Regions from separate parts of the Canis lupus genome. Here region 1 is linked to region 2. Evidence: chromatin contacts called from public Hi-C data. All regions are on one chromosome and are shown on one strand. Each heading gives the region's core, a stretch centred on a gene start, on an enhancer-like site or on the middle of the called end of the contact. The rest is flanking DNA. Distances are from core to core; before and after follow the strand shown. Region 1 overlaps ARHGAP10 (rho GTPase-activating protein 10). Region 2 holds the start of ARHGAP10 (rho GTPase-activating protein 10).

Region 1 (6,561 bases), core at 3,950-6,449, 52 kb after region 2:
CTGTGGGTGACCCAAGCAGGACAGTGACCACAGAGTGGGGGCAGTGCAGGTGACAACGAATGCAGGTAGTGACAGAATGTAAGGAACAGCCGGGCGAGGAGATGCCTCAGGGTGTGTGGCTAGAGTGTAATCCTCTGAGCTGGTGTCGGTCCAGTGACCATGGAATGGGCTAAGGGAAAAAGTACCTGGAGCCTAGAAAGGCAGAGGCACAGAGAGCCACCCGACTTTTGTGTGGGGGTTCGGCCCTTTCTCCTCCACCTCTCACCTTTGGGAACTCCAGAGAGAGGAAGAACGAAGAGAATGGGCTCAAGTCTGGACCTTGGCAGCTGGAGCCACTGATCCTGCAGACTTAGGAAGTGACTGTTAGTGACCTTACCTGGGACCTGGAAACCATGGGGGTGTAGGTGTGGTGCCATTTGGCTTGTTTACCAAACTGGATACTTGTTAATATTTGCATTGGGCCCGGACCTGGCAAACCTGGAGGTAGGGTCACCCTAGATAATGGAGATATGCAAGTTATATATATACATATTAAAAAATAAAATCTGGGAACTGCTTTTTATATCTTAAGTAGCTCCAGCCAAGGCTCTAAACTTTAGCATATTTTGACATTTTTATTCCTTAAAAAAAAAAAAAAGATAACAGTCCCTTTAGTATTAGGAATATGTTGGTATACTAAATATTGTACTGAAAATATTGCTAATGCATAGTTGTGTTTCATCTCATAAATGCACCACAATTTCATTAATTGCATAATGTTCCTAACGTAGGTTCCTTTCCAGCTATTTACTGACACAAATGATAGCAAAATAAACAAATCTCTGTGTATGTCTCAGTACTTTCATGAAAGTCAAATTCTTAGAAATAGCTGGACCAGACTGTATAGTTCCTAATATGTATTACCAAATTGTAGGCATTTGTTTTATTTAAAAAAAATTTTTTTTAAAGATTTCATTTATTTATTCATGAGTAAGAGACAGAGAGAGGCAGAGACACAGGCAGAGGGAGAAGCAGGCTCCATGCAGGGAGCCCAACGTGGGACTCCATCCCCGGTCTCCAGGATCACGCCCTGGGCTGCAGGCAGCGCTAAACTACTGCGCCACTGGGGCTGCCCTAGGCATTTGTTTTAAATCTGAATTTCTACATTGAAAAACTCTGATAATCGAGTTGGTCTGTTTTGGAAGCACTGTGAAATAAATGATTTTTTTTAAAGGCATTAAGTAGTTTTTACCACTATTTCTCTTCTGGCCTTGGACGACAAAATGCAATACAGTGAAGTAACACTTGAATAGAGAAACTACGTTTACTGCTAATGCAGTATGTTTCATGTTGCTGTAGAGGGAATGTCTTGTAGAGACTGGGTTTACTGAATTTAACTGTGGTGGGTGTGTGGGGTGTGGGCATAGAAATATTTGACCATGGGGATCCCTGGGTGGCGCAGCGGTTTGGCGCCTGCCTTTGGCCCAGGGCGCGATCCTGGAGACCCGGGATCGAGTCCCGCATCGGGCTCCCGGTGCATGGAGCCTGCTTCTCTCTCTGCCTGTGTCTCTGCCTCTCTCTCTCTCTCTCTCTGTGTGACTATCATAAATAAATAAAAAAAAACATTAAAAAAATATTTGACCATGAAAATCCTTAATGTATGTATGTATTTATTTATTTATTTATTTATTTATTTTTAAAAAGATTTTATTTGTTTATTCATGAGAGACACAGAGAGAGAGGCAGAGACACAGGCAGAGGGAGAAGCGGGCTCCCCTCGGGGAGTCCTGTCCCAGGACCCCAGGATCATGCCCTGAGCCAAAGGCAGATGCTCAACCACTGAGCCACCTATATGTCCCCTTAATGTTTTTATTGATAGTTCACATTGTATGGTTGAAAGATCAAATATTGGACATGTTTAGCTATTTGTAGTTTTCATGAGGAGCATGATTATGTTTGCGATGACAGTTGTGGGACATAATGCAGTGCCCATGGCATTTTTCACGTGGCTCATGCATTTTATCACCAGCATGAAACTAGCACATTTTCAGGAGTGGGTTCTTCTAGTGTGAGTCAGCTCTGCAGCTGACCAGTCAGCTACTAGTTATAGAATGCTACTTTGTTGAATGGTCGTCAGCAAAAAAGAAAAAGAAAATAGTCTTCCTTACCTCAGCAAGAATTAGAGCTGAGAAATCAGCTTTGAGAGAACTGCATGTGTACATCAGTGGGTCAAATGAAGTGAAGGTGTTTTGTTGTAAAGCCCGGGTGGTAATTGGCTCAGTCACTGCCAGTGTCTGAGATGCTGATTACTGGTTATGTTACAACTTGCTCAGAGGGGCCAGACCAGTTTGCAAACAGGAAAGAAGAAACTTCTGGAAAGTTAACATATAAGGACTTCCTGGTCAGAGAGCATTTCTCAATTGTTTCCAGTTCAACTTGTCTTTAAAGATTCAGAAGGCCTGGGAAGGATTTCCTGATATTTTAAATATGAGACTACAGTCAATGCTGAAGTATATGAGTGATTGATTATGTTCTAACAGGAGAATAAAAATGTTATTATGACTGCTCAGATAATAACACCTAAACTAAAAGGCAAGAGTAATTTTGGATATTGACTTGTTTGTTTATGCTTCAGACTTAACGATTGAGGCATGAGAGTTTATGCATTTGGGAGTATCATGAAACCTCACAATAAAATCACAGTGCTGGAGTTCTGCTTTCTGAGATTTCCCAGTTTTCTAATGATGGCTTGTGGTGTTTCGTATCTTTTCCTGTGTCTGTAATGCAGTGCCCTATTTTGCTTTTCTGCATTTTCTGGCCCCAGGTTTAATATTCATTGAGTCAGGTTCTCAGTTGTTTTTGAAAGATGACTTGACAGTGCTAGGCATAAGTGGAAACGGTTACGACCTTCACACTAATAACCTGTAAGTTTTAGAATGTGGGTATTGCAGAGATAGGGCTTTTGATATCTTAAGCACCTCCTTGAATTCCTTGGACGTCCCTGAAATCGATGTATGTGCGTGATATCCAGGACACACATAACATGCCGTTTATGCTTTAGAAAAAGTCACCCAGGAAGTCTCCCTTCCTCCTGCCACATTGTCGTATCGAAGCTCTTTATTGTTAAAATGCAATACTGAATCTGTTGAAGATAGTTACTAGGAGTGTTTTCCCTCTGTCATCGTTAGCCATGACTCTGGCCAGTTCTTGTGGATTTTCAGCATTTCATTTAAGGAAGGTTATCCTCTATGAGATTTTATTATTATAGTGGGTTTAAAAATAACTATAAAGGCTTGGCTCATAGATGACTCTTAAATGACACTCATTTTCTTAATCCTTTAGGTATGCAGACCACTCCCTCTTTTCATAATTTATCACTGAGTACATGTTACTTATATCCCAAGTTAGTAATGAAAGACTGAACCCATGAATGCCTTTTACAGGATAAACTTGTTTCTGTTTTTAGGAAAATTCAGATTGGTGTGTTCCTGTTTATGGACAAGAATTTTTCTGAGGTGGATCATTTATAAGCTCTTGGTTTCTTAGCTTTCCATGGGCAAGGTTGCTTTTTTGGCTAAAGATAGATGGAGATCCTAGGCTAAGGAGCTGTGAATGTTTTAAATGGAACCTGCAAGTCGGTTGCTCAGTGGAGCTGCTCTGCGACAAGGCAGCTGAAGAGCCTGCAAGCCTCTCTTAAGCAGCTGCATCATATCAAATAACTGATTTGCATTAACATTACAAGTCGTGTCACTGAATGTATTTGTTTTGTGGATCTGGCAATACCAGCATTCTAGTTGTGTGACCCCCTGAGTAATTCCCTGGGAATGGGGAGTGTATGACCATATAGAGGGATCTATTGTAATGAAGCCCAGTTCCTACCAATGTCAGGGAAAAGTAGTGACTTAAAATGTGTAGGAAGTACTTTCTTCTTCTTTCCCATTCATTCATTCCCTTAACCTAGATACTTTCCTATCTGTAGGAGCAAAAGAGGCAAAAAAAAAAAAAAAAAAAATCCATACAACATTTGATTTGCAGTGTGCAAGGAGAAAAGTTGTCATATGTCAAAGGATAACTGAGGATAAAATGGCAACTTAAAGTAATTATCGGTAGATAGAATGCAGGTCATGTATACTGAATGGCACAACTTGGTTTTTGTGTTTGATTTAATTTATTCGACAATAACAATTGCTATCTTGGACACATAAGACCTGTTAGTTATTTGGGGATATGGATGGAGGAAGAGTGGGTACAAACAGGAATCTGTGTTCAGTCTCCATTTCCTTATTTTCCACTCTTTCATGACTCAAATCATTGTCTTTTCTGTCTAGTGACAGCTGTTCTCACCAGGTTCACACTTCTATTCCCTTTCTATTCATTGTAGTGGATGCATTTTTTTTTTTTAATGTCCTAACTCCTTGGCAGCGTGTGACCATTGTAAGTCACTCCTTTGTTCTTGAAGCACTACCTTCCCCATCCTGAAGGGGCCTGCAATGCTCAGTTCTTAGGCTGAAGAAAGTTGGTCTCTTCTTCACTACTTTTATCTCCTCAGCAAATAACTAAGATGGAGGCTAGAAGATCTGGGTTGTAACACATGTAAGGTGCTGTGGGCCTCTAGAAGACAGGAGGGACACTGGGCGGTTGGGTGTGATTTCCTGGTAGACAGTGGTACCGAATTTTTTCTTTTGTTAAGTGGCATTTGAGATGCACTTGGCACAGTGGGGGCTCAGCGTTCGAATGAGTAAAGGCAGGTTTTAAGCAGAATTGAGGGGGGATGAATAGGTTTATTTATTTATTTTTATTATTATTACTATTTTTTTGGATGAATAGGTTTAATTTAGAAATCAGTACAGGCAAAACGTCAGCAGAGGGGGAAGGTGGAGCTCATGAAGGTAAAAATGAATCACTCTCTTGGCTGCAGTGGATTGATGGCAGGAGGTGGGGCAGGAGGACACCAAGCGTGTGTTCTTGCCAGACTCTGGAAGTCTGCGAATATCAGCCAAGGAATTTGGGGTTGTGTTTGTTAGGCAGTGAGTGGACTGAAAGGATTCTGAGCAGAAGCTTTTGGCATTGGGAAGACTGATTTCAGCAGCAGTTTGTCAGATGGGATTAGACTGAGAAACATTTCATTCTGGTCTCACTTCTGGACTCCTTGCAGCCATTTCACCCCCCCCCCCCCCGCTGGAGGGGCCAGTTACTAGCCTTCATGCTGCAATGGCTCATTCCTTGTGACCATTGCCCTAAAGTCCTTTGGTCACTTTACTTGAGCCACTTGGTCCCATGACCAGTGACCACTGAATTCCTATCAATTTGTGTGCACAGTGTATCAAGTAACAGCCGTAACTTTGGTCTCCTGATACGGTAACCTTAGCAGAAGTCATGGTACACGTGGACGCACAGCAGCAGTGTGGTCGGAGTTCATGTGAAGCACCAGGTCTGTAGGGGTGAGAAGGCTTGAAATTTAGAACATGAGTGAGGAGGGCATGGAGGGTGTGAAGTGAGTGCCTTGGATAAGTTCAGGAGTAAGGGCTTAGGGCAAAATCAGGGCTTAACTATTTGTCATAAAATCTAAATAGTTTCCAGATTAAAAAAATATCATGAGAATTAATTTCAAAGTTAATTTTAAAGTTAATCAAACTCTTCTTGTCTAGGCTTCCTTTTTCCCCCATATCCACAAACCAAACACTCCCAGGGCCCCATATTGACACGATAATAGCTTTCTTCCCCCCCCCCCCCTTTTTTTTTCTTTAAGAGTAAGTACTTCTGAAGTCAAGTGAAAGTATGAGGGAAAAATTCTGAAAGGGCTTCTCTTTGTATCTCTGTAAGCTTGGGGGTGAGGCCCAGGGTGGAGGGGCATTAGCACACTGGGCAGGGAAGGGTAGCACCCTCCATGTCACCTCTGCCAACCTACATACTTGGGAATGTTCTAAGAGTATGATTTGAGCAGTAGTAGTAGTCTGCATTATCACTAAGTGATTTCTTTTTTTTTTTTTTAATTTTTATTTATTTATGATAGTCACAGAGAGAGAGAGAGAGAGAGGCAGAGACACAGGCAGAGGGAGAAGCAGGCTCCATGCACTGGGAGCCCGACGTGGGATTCGATCCCAGGTCTCCAGGATCGCGCCCTGGGCCAAAGGCAGGCGCCAAACCGCTGCGCCACCCAGGGATCCCCACTAAGTGATTTCTATGCTAGGTCTTTCTTGTTGGTAAAAATGGGGAAAATAGTATTATGAAATATTTGTAGAGAATTCTAATTCTAAGGGCTTTGGTAGACTCCTGTGAAAGCTAGATAGTTTTGTATGCTTGAGAGCATATTCATGCTTCACTATTTATAAGCTGAAAACATCTATAAAGTCACTGAAATGGAATAAAAGGTCTAAGTTAGAATGTCAGTGATATTTATTAAATAATCATAAATGTGATGCTGGTGCCGTAAATCCATTCGGTTTTTGCCACAGCAAAATAAAAAGTGGCAGCTTCCTCAGCCAGTGCTATTTTCTCTGGACCGAGGATGTCACTGAAAACTGATGGCAAGGTGGTGGCTGCTTATTTGGAAAGTGGCCTCCCTTCTTAGCTGTTGCAACC
Region 2 (6,709 bases), core at 3,904-6,403:
GCACATGCCACTTAATAAGAACTTGGTTACGACTAATAACACAGTGGAGGGTGACAATACATTCCTCCCATGCTACCTAAAAGAAAATTAGGTATGGGTGACCACTAGAAGTTCTACATCTTTCTTTGTACCCTTATTGATATATTTAAATTTTTGCACTTATTATCCCATAAGTGAAGCCCACACATTGATGTTTCATCTTATGTAATGCCATAAGAAATCCTAGAATAAGTAGGGACTCCTGGGTACCTCAGCGGTTGAGCATCTGCCTTTGGCTCAGGGTGTGATCCCAGAGTCCTGGGACTGAGTTCCACACATGGCTTCCTGCAGGGAGCCTGCTTCTCCCTCTGCCTGTGTCTCTGCCTCTCTCTCTGTGTCTCTCATGAATAAATAAATAAAATCTTTTAAAAATATCCTAGAATAAGTGAAACAATTAATTTAGAAGAATAGTAATTTGGTCTAAGGGAAAAGTCCATGTCATGGAGTAATATTTAAATGCTCTGCTATGGCTAACATATTAAATTACCATCTTTGGGCCCAGGTTTCTTCATAAATTCTAACTTTTGAAGTAGATGCTAAACTTTTTAGTGGCATTGGGCCCTCTGGTTTTCATGTGGTTAGGCATGTCACTGTGCATACCCCTTGGAAGATAAGAAATACTGACAAACATTTGACAAGTTCATTAGCAACGTTTTTGAGAAATGGGAAATCAGAATTTAATGTTTCACTAGACATGCACTCTTTTAGCTCATTTCTGCCAATTTTTTTTTATACAAAAAAATAGTTAGCAAACAGTAGAGTATTAGGTTATGTAACTATAGCCATAGAGTTCAGACCACTGTCTATATGCTCTAGGGCAGCTCTAGTAAATCCTCATTTCCTTATTTATTTATTTATTTAAAGATTTTATTTGTTCATTCATGAGAGACACAGAGAGAGGCAGAGACACAAGCAGAGGGAGAAGCAGGCTCCACAAAGGGAGCCCAGTGTGGGATCTGCAGGGCTTGATCCTGGGACTCTAGAATAATGCCCAGGCCGAAGGCAGATGCCAAACCACTGAACCATCCAGGAATCTCCCCTCATTTCCTTTTATATATTATATTTAACCTGAAGTTTTCATGCATCATGTTGACCCTGATGACCTGGCAACTTCATTTATCTTGTAGGTTCCCGCATTGGTCATTCTAAAATTGGCTGATACATCAAACAGCAAGAGTAGCAGTGTAAACTACTCTGATGGCCACTGGAAAGAGTAACTGTCCCTACCTGATCATATCCCAGGGAGCTTCATTGTCCTGATAAGTGCCCTTCTTGAAAGTGTGTTGGTTACATTGCTTCTGCAAAGGTCAAAGAGAGATAGGTTATCCTTGGTCACCTTTCAGATTTTCTACTTGTCAAAGTAAGAACTCTGTTCACTGTACGTGTGTCTCATGCACTTCTAGGTGAGACTATGGCAGGAGATCACATGCAGGGTAGATCCAGGAACTCATGTTGGCTTAATTTGAAAAAAATCTTTTCAGTTGTTAGGGTGCCTGAGTGGCTCATTTGGTTGAGCATCTGACTCTTGACTTCAGTTCAGGTCTTGATCTAGGGTTGTGTGAGTTCAAGCCCTCCACTGGGTTCTGCGCTGGGTGTGGAGCCTACAAAAACAAACAAACAAAAACTTTTGAATGCAATTATTTATCGTAAAATTCTATTTAAGAAGTGACACATCCAGGAGAAAATTGTGAAAGGACAACAGCTTGCATGCCAGCCTTGGAACAAGAAGCTGGATAGCCTGCCAGGCAGCAGGTCTCTTTTGACACTCTTGGCTGGAACAGATGAACTCTGTTTCTTCTGTCAGTGCTTTGCTATCCTTTAGAGTCAAAGTCCTGGGAAAAAGAGTCTGGTTAGCTGAGCTTAGGGCATGTGCCCTGCCCTTGGCAGTGGCAGATCTGAGAGGAAGGATTAGCAGAAGGAATCTCCAGGGATCTCTTTGGATTCCCTAGTGTGAGGCAGGCACATGAATTTTACCAAGACTTTGTGCTATGTGGGAAAATAATTACCCAGGTGAAAATCAGGGTGCTTTTGGGAAGTGGGAATGAAGGCCAAGCATCCAAAAATGCCATTATCTACCACTAAGAGCAAAAAAAGTGATCATGGGATGCCTGAGTGGCTCAGTGGTTGAGCATCTGACTTTGGCTCAGGGCGTGATCCCAGGGTCCAGGATCGAGTCCCACATCAGGCTCCCTGGAAGGAGCCCACTTCTCCCTCTGCTGTGTCTCTGCCTCCCTCTCTGTGTCTCTCATGAATAAATAAATAAATAAAGTATTTTAAAAAGTGATCATTTTAATGGCATTAAAACCCATGTACTCATGAATCTGTTGAGTTGATATGTACTGATTTATTTTACGATTTTCCAGTTGTTAGATTGCTTCCTTTTGTTTTCTATCCTTCAATAAATAGTCCTAAGCACATACATTAAAAACAAATATTTTCTTAGGACAAATTACCAGGTCTGGAATTATTGGGTCAAAAGATAACACATGAGTATTTAAATTTTTTCATTTTCTATTTTACTGAAGTGCTGATGGACTCAGAAAGTGTAGCTCTGATCATTGTAGATTGGCTTTCCAGTGACTGGATAATTGCCCAGTTGAGGTTCACCCTGTGAAACTTCTCTCTGGGTAGTAGCAGGGGCATTTGCAGTCCTGGGAAAAATACATTCTTTAGAGATCTCCTTTTTCCTTCTACTAACACTTTTAAAAAAATATTCATTGCTATCTGGATCAAATGAAGTACAAGGTCTCTACTTTGGTCAATTGATTCACATGTTATAGAAAGGAGGGCAGTGTTTGTCTGAGAGATCTGTGGGCAGTGGGGAGTGCCTACTGATATACGTCAGCATATAAAACATAATTATATATATTATAATTATAATGTTATTATATAATATATAATATACCTAGCTCCCTCTTCTCCATGCCAAGTCTCTCCGAATCTAGGGGCAGGAAAAGCAGTGGATTTCGCTGACAGGGCATTCTACCCAAGGAAGGTACTGGTTTTGTGTCTTGACCCACATCTTTTTGAGCCAGGTTCTTCTAACTCCAAAGCTAGAAGAGTCCTAGATTTCTTCAGAAGATTTTAACTTATATGTAAGGGAATTGGAAAAATCCCTCCTATAGCCCCCCTGCCATATTCATTTCCCATTTCTCCACCCTGACTTTCCTGGGGATGTCCACTTTTTAGCCAGGCTCCCAGGGTGCCTGGACCAGGCAGCAATGTGTTTTGTTTATAATTCTCCCTATGCCACTTATTCTCCATGGCTAGTGTACACCAGATTGTAGAGGCCTGGAGACTAGGAATGGTCTCACCTTGGTATTTCTTGCAGCACTTTCCACAGTGTCTTGCTCATTCCAGGTACTTAATATTTGCTCTTTTTTTTTTTTTTAGATTTTATTTATTTATATGAGAGAGAGAGAGAGAGCAAGTCAGCATGGGAGGGGCAGAGCGAGAGTAAGAGTGAGAGGGAGAGAGAGAGCGAGAGGGAGAGGGAGAGGGAGAAACAGATTCCCCGCTGAGGAGGGAGCCCAACACAAGGCAGGATCCCAGGACCCTGAGATCATGACCTGAGCCTAAGTCAGATGCTTTAAGTGAATGAGCCACCCAGGCATCCCAATATTTGTTGTCTTAAGTGGAATAGTTCTGGTACTTTCTTGAGGTCTAAATTCTTCCAAGTTGTGTCTCAAGGTGCTAGAAAACGTGAACATCCCCTAAAAACAATCAGGAAATCCTAGAGGGTTTCTGAACCCCATGCTGAGTGTTCTGGAAGAAAAGAGCTAAGCCTGGTGCAGTTGCAGATGGATGGGTACTTATTCCCTTTTCAGGGGTCAGCCCATGATGCTTGAGCCAGACAGCCTTTTTCAGTTTCTTTCTCTTTCTTCTCTTTCTTCTCTTTCTTTTCTTTTCTTTTCTTTCTTTCTTTCTTTCTTTCTTTCTTTCTTTCTTTCTTTCTTTCTTTCTTTCTTTCTTTCTTTTCTTCTTCTTCTTCTTCTTCTTCTTCTTCTTCTTCTTCTTCTTCTTCTTCTTTCTTTCTTTCTTTCTCTCTCTCTCTCTTTCTCTCTCTCTCTTTCTTTCTTTCTTTCTCTTTCTTTCTTTAAAGATTTTATTTATTGGGGCACCTGGATGGCTCAGTGGATGGGTGTCTGCCTTTGGCTTGGGTTGTGATCCCAGGATCCTGGGATTGAGTTCTGCATGGAGCTCCCCGCAGGGAGCCTGCTTCTCCCCCTGCCTATGTCTCTGCCTCTCTCATGAATAAAATAAAATATTTTTAAAAAGATTTTATTTATTTGCTCATAAGAAACACAGAGACATCCCAGCCTTTTTCAGTTTCTTGTACTGGGTCTCTGACCAAAGTTTCACTGGGCATGTTTCTCCCTTCTCTAGATCATATCCTCTTCACCTGTACCCATTAACTCCTCATCCATCAGCTGTCACTCAGCTCTATGGTTAATTCCTCACTTACATCTCAGAAAAGGCCAAATTCATTTTGTATATAGTATCATGTACAGCTCTTTCCTAACACTTATCAGTGATTTTGTTTAATATTTATATTTGTAATTATTTGATATGTTCTCTCTCTCTGACTGGAGAATATTAATCCATGAGGGCATGAATTATTTCCTTCACAAAAGTGCTTGTTTTGTTTACTGTTGTCTTCTTAGTTCTAGGGTCCTCCCTGGCATATAGTGGGTACTCTCAATATTAGAGGCATGAGTAATAGTTTCCCCACAGCACACACATGTATCCACAGCACCCCTGGAAAATACAGAGTATATTCAGGGTTGTCCAGAAAAACAGAACCAACCAATGGAATACATAAATATATATGTTTTTATTGTGGTATAAATATATGTATTATTTCTGTTGTAGTATATCACACATAATGTAAAGTCTACCATTTTAGCCATTCTAAGTGTACAGGTAAGTGGGATTAAGTATATTTACATTGTTGTACAACTTTTACCATTATATTTTATAGATCATTAGTTTGCATACTTATTGTATAGCATCTTCATATCTTGGATATGAAGCTTGAAGGATATATATACACAATACTGAGAAGTCCCACAGTCTTCTTCTTCTTGCAAGCTGAAGAACCAGGAAAGCTGGTGGTATAATCCCAGGCCATGTCTGAAGCAGGAGAACCAGGAGCACCAATATCTGAGGGTAGGAGAGGATGGACATGTCAACTCAAAAAGAAAGAAGGCATTTGCTCTTTCTCTGCCTTTTTCTTTATTTTGGCCCTCAATGGATTGTAAGATGCCTACCTGCATTGGTCACCCCCACTCAAAGGGTGGCCCACAACCTGGGCTACTTGGCATTTCCCCCACCTCTGCCTTAGTTGATCATTTGAGGGAGAAGCCTCTAGGTTTAACCGGGATAGAGCATGGCAGTCTCTTAAACTGGTTTGATGCCCAGATTGAAGTAGATGTGATAGGGGAGCATCTTTTAGTGCAGGAAGTGACATTGTTTATAGATAAATCTGGAAATGGTGAAGCCATTCAATTCTCACAAAGGAAGCTTCCAAGAAGCTAAAGTCAATACTTGGCTGATGCAGAGCTGAGAAAAATCACAGAAAAATGAAGTCGTAATAAGTCTACAGAAGACTGTCCTCTCTCTTCAGGGAGGATTTTAGTGATATGACCAATAATTTCTTGTTTACATTATTTTGGCATTTCCCCCCTTAATACTTGTGAGGAAAAGCAGCCTGATACAGTCTGAAAGACACCCAAAGATTTATCTTTGCTTTTCTTCTCTCTCTCTTTTTTTTTTTTTTTGCTTTTCTTCTCTTTATATCATTTACATTTTGCCATAGCTGTAACTTATATACCTCACTCATAAGGTGTCATCCTGCAGCAGAGATTGCTAAGTTCCTGCTCAAAATCTATATTGTCCTTTTTCTCTTTGTAAGAAAATTCAAGTTTCATTTAGGTGGCAGTGTCCTTGGATAAAATACCACATTTTCCATTTTCCCTTGCAGTGAAGTATGGCCATGTGACTAAGTTCTGGCTAATGAGATGAAAAGCAGAAATGTCTAAGACCTGCAGGAAGGCGAACAAAATGCTGACTCAGCTGGTGGGGGGCGGGGGAACAATGCACACTTTTATCCTTTCCGGTCCTCCTTCACAGAGGAAGCTCTGGGAGCCACCATGTATTATGAGGTGAAACTGAGGATGGAGCCCAGTGCTTCCCTGGCAACTGTAGAATCATATCAGACTATTTACTTCTGGACTTTTACATGAGAGAGTAATTTAAACTATGTTATTTTGGATTTTCTGTTACAGTGTGTCTGAACCTAATTCTAACTGACTCAGCCTGAAACATATCCAAAGATTGAGTAGAACCCACATTTGACTTTATAGGTGGCAACATTGTTACTCATCAGGGAAGACAACATTGTACATAGCAGAACCAACATAAAGAGGTTCATCTGTATTAACCTCTACTTTACCTAGACTGGAACCTGACCAATTTGCATTGTTTCAAATACTTAACTAATCCAAGCACTCAGCAAAGCATGACAATGCTTACCTGACATACATACTTGAATGTCTCCCAGGCACCTAAAACTTAATGAGTCTGAAACTGCAACTCATCTTGTCCATCCCAGTCAACATCAATTAGCACCACCACATCGACTTCTTATCCCATGTTTTCCTTTCCATTC

What was found. A called contact is a pair of places that touch in the nucleus more often than the background predicts.
Region 1: a Hi-C map of skin fibroblasts shows a contact between it and region 2, with 1.7 times the contacts expected there. The contact joins the enhancer-like site here to the promoter of ARHGAP10 in region 2.

The regions. Positions count from the first base shown.
Region 1 is chr15:46,459,137-46,465,697 of UU_Cfam_GSD_1.0, forward strand. The region is part of intron 1 of ARHGAP10 (rho GTPase-activating protein 10); the gene reads left to right. Among named protein-coding and RNA genes, the nearest start is that of ARHGAP10, 50 kb to the left of the region's middle. Within about 2 kb of position 5,200, at least 5 of the 20 cell types and tissues checked have an H3K27ac peak or open chromatin away from gene starts, as enhancers often do.
Region 2 is chr15:46,407,463-46,414,171 of UU_Cfam_GSD_1.0, forward strand. It overlaps ARHGAP10 (rho GTPase-activating protein 10), which reads left to right and starts at 5,154. Exons shown (of 24, transcript XM_038558962.1): 1 at 5,154-5,208. The coding sequence starts at 5,169. It overlaps LOC119869382 (a long non-coding RNA gene), which reads left to right. Exons shown (of 4, transcript XR_005370857.1): 4 at 1,167-2,342.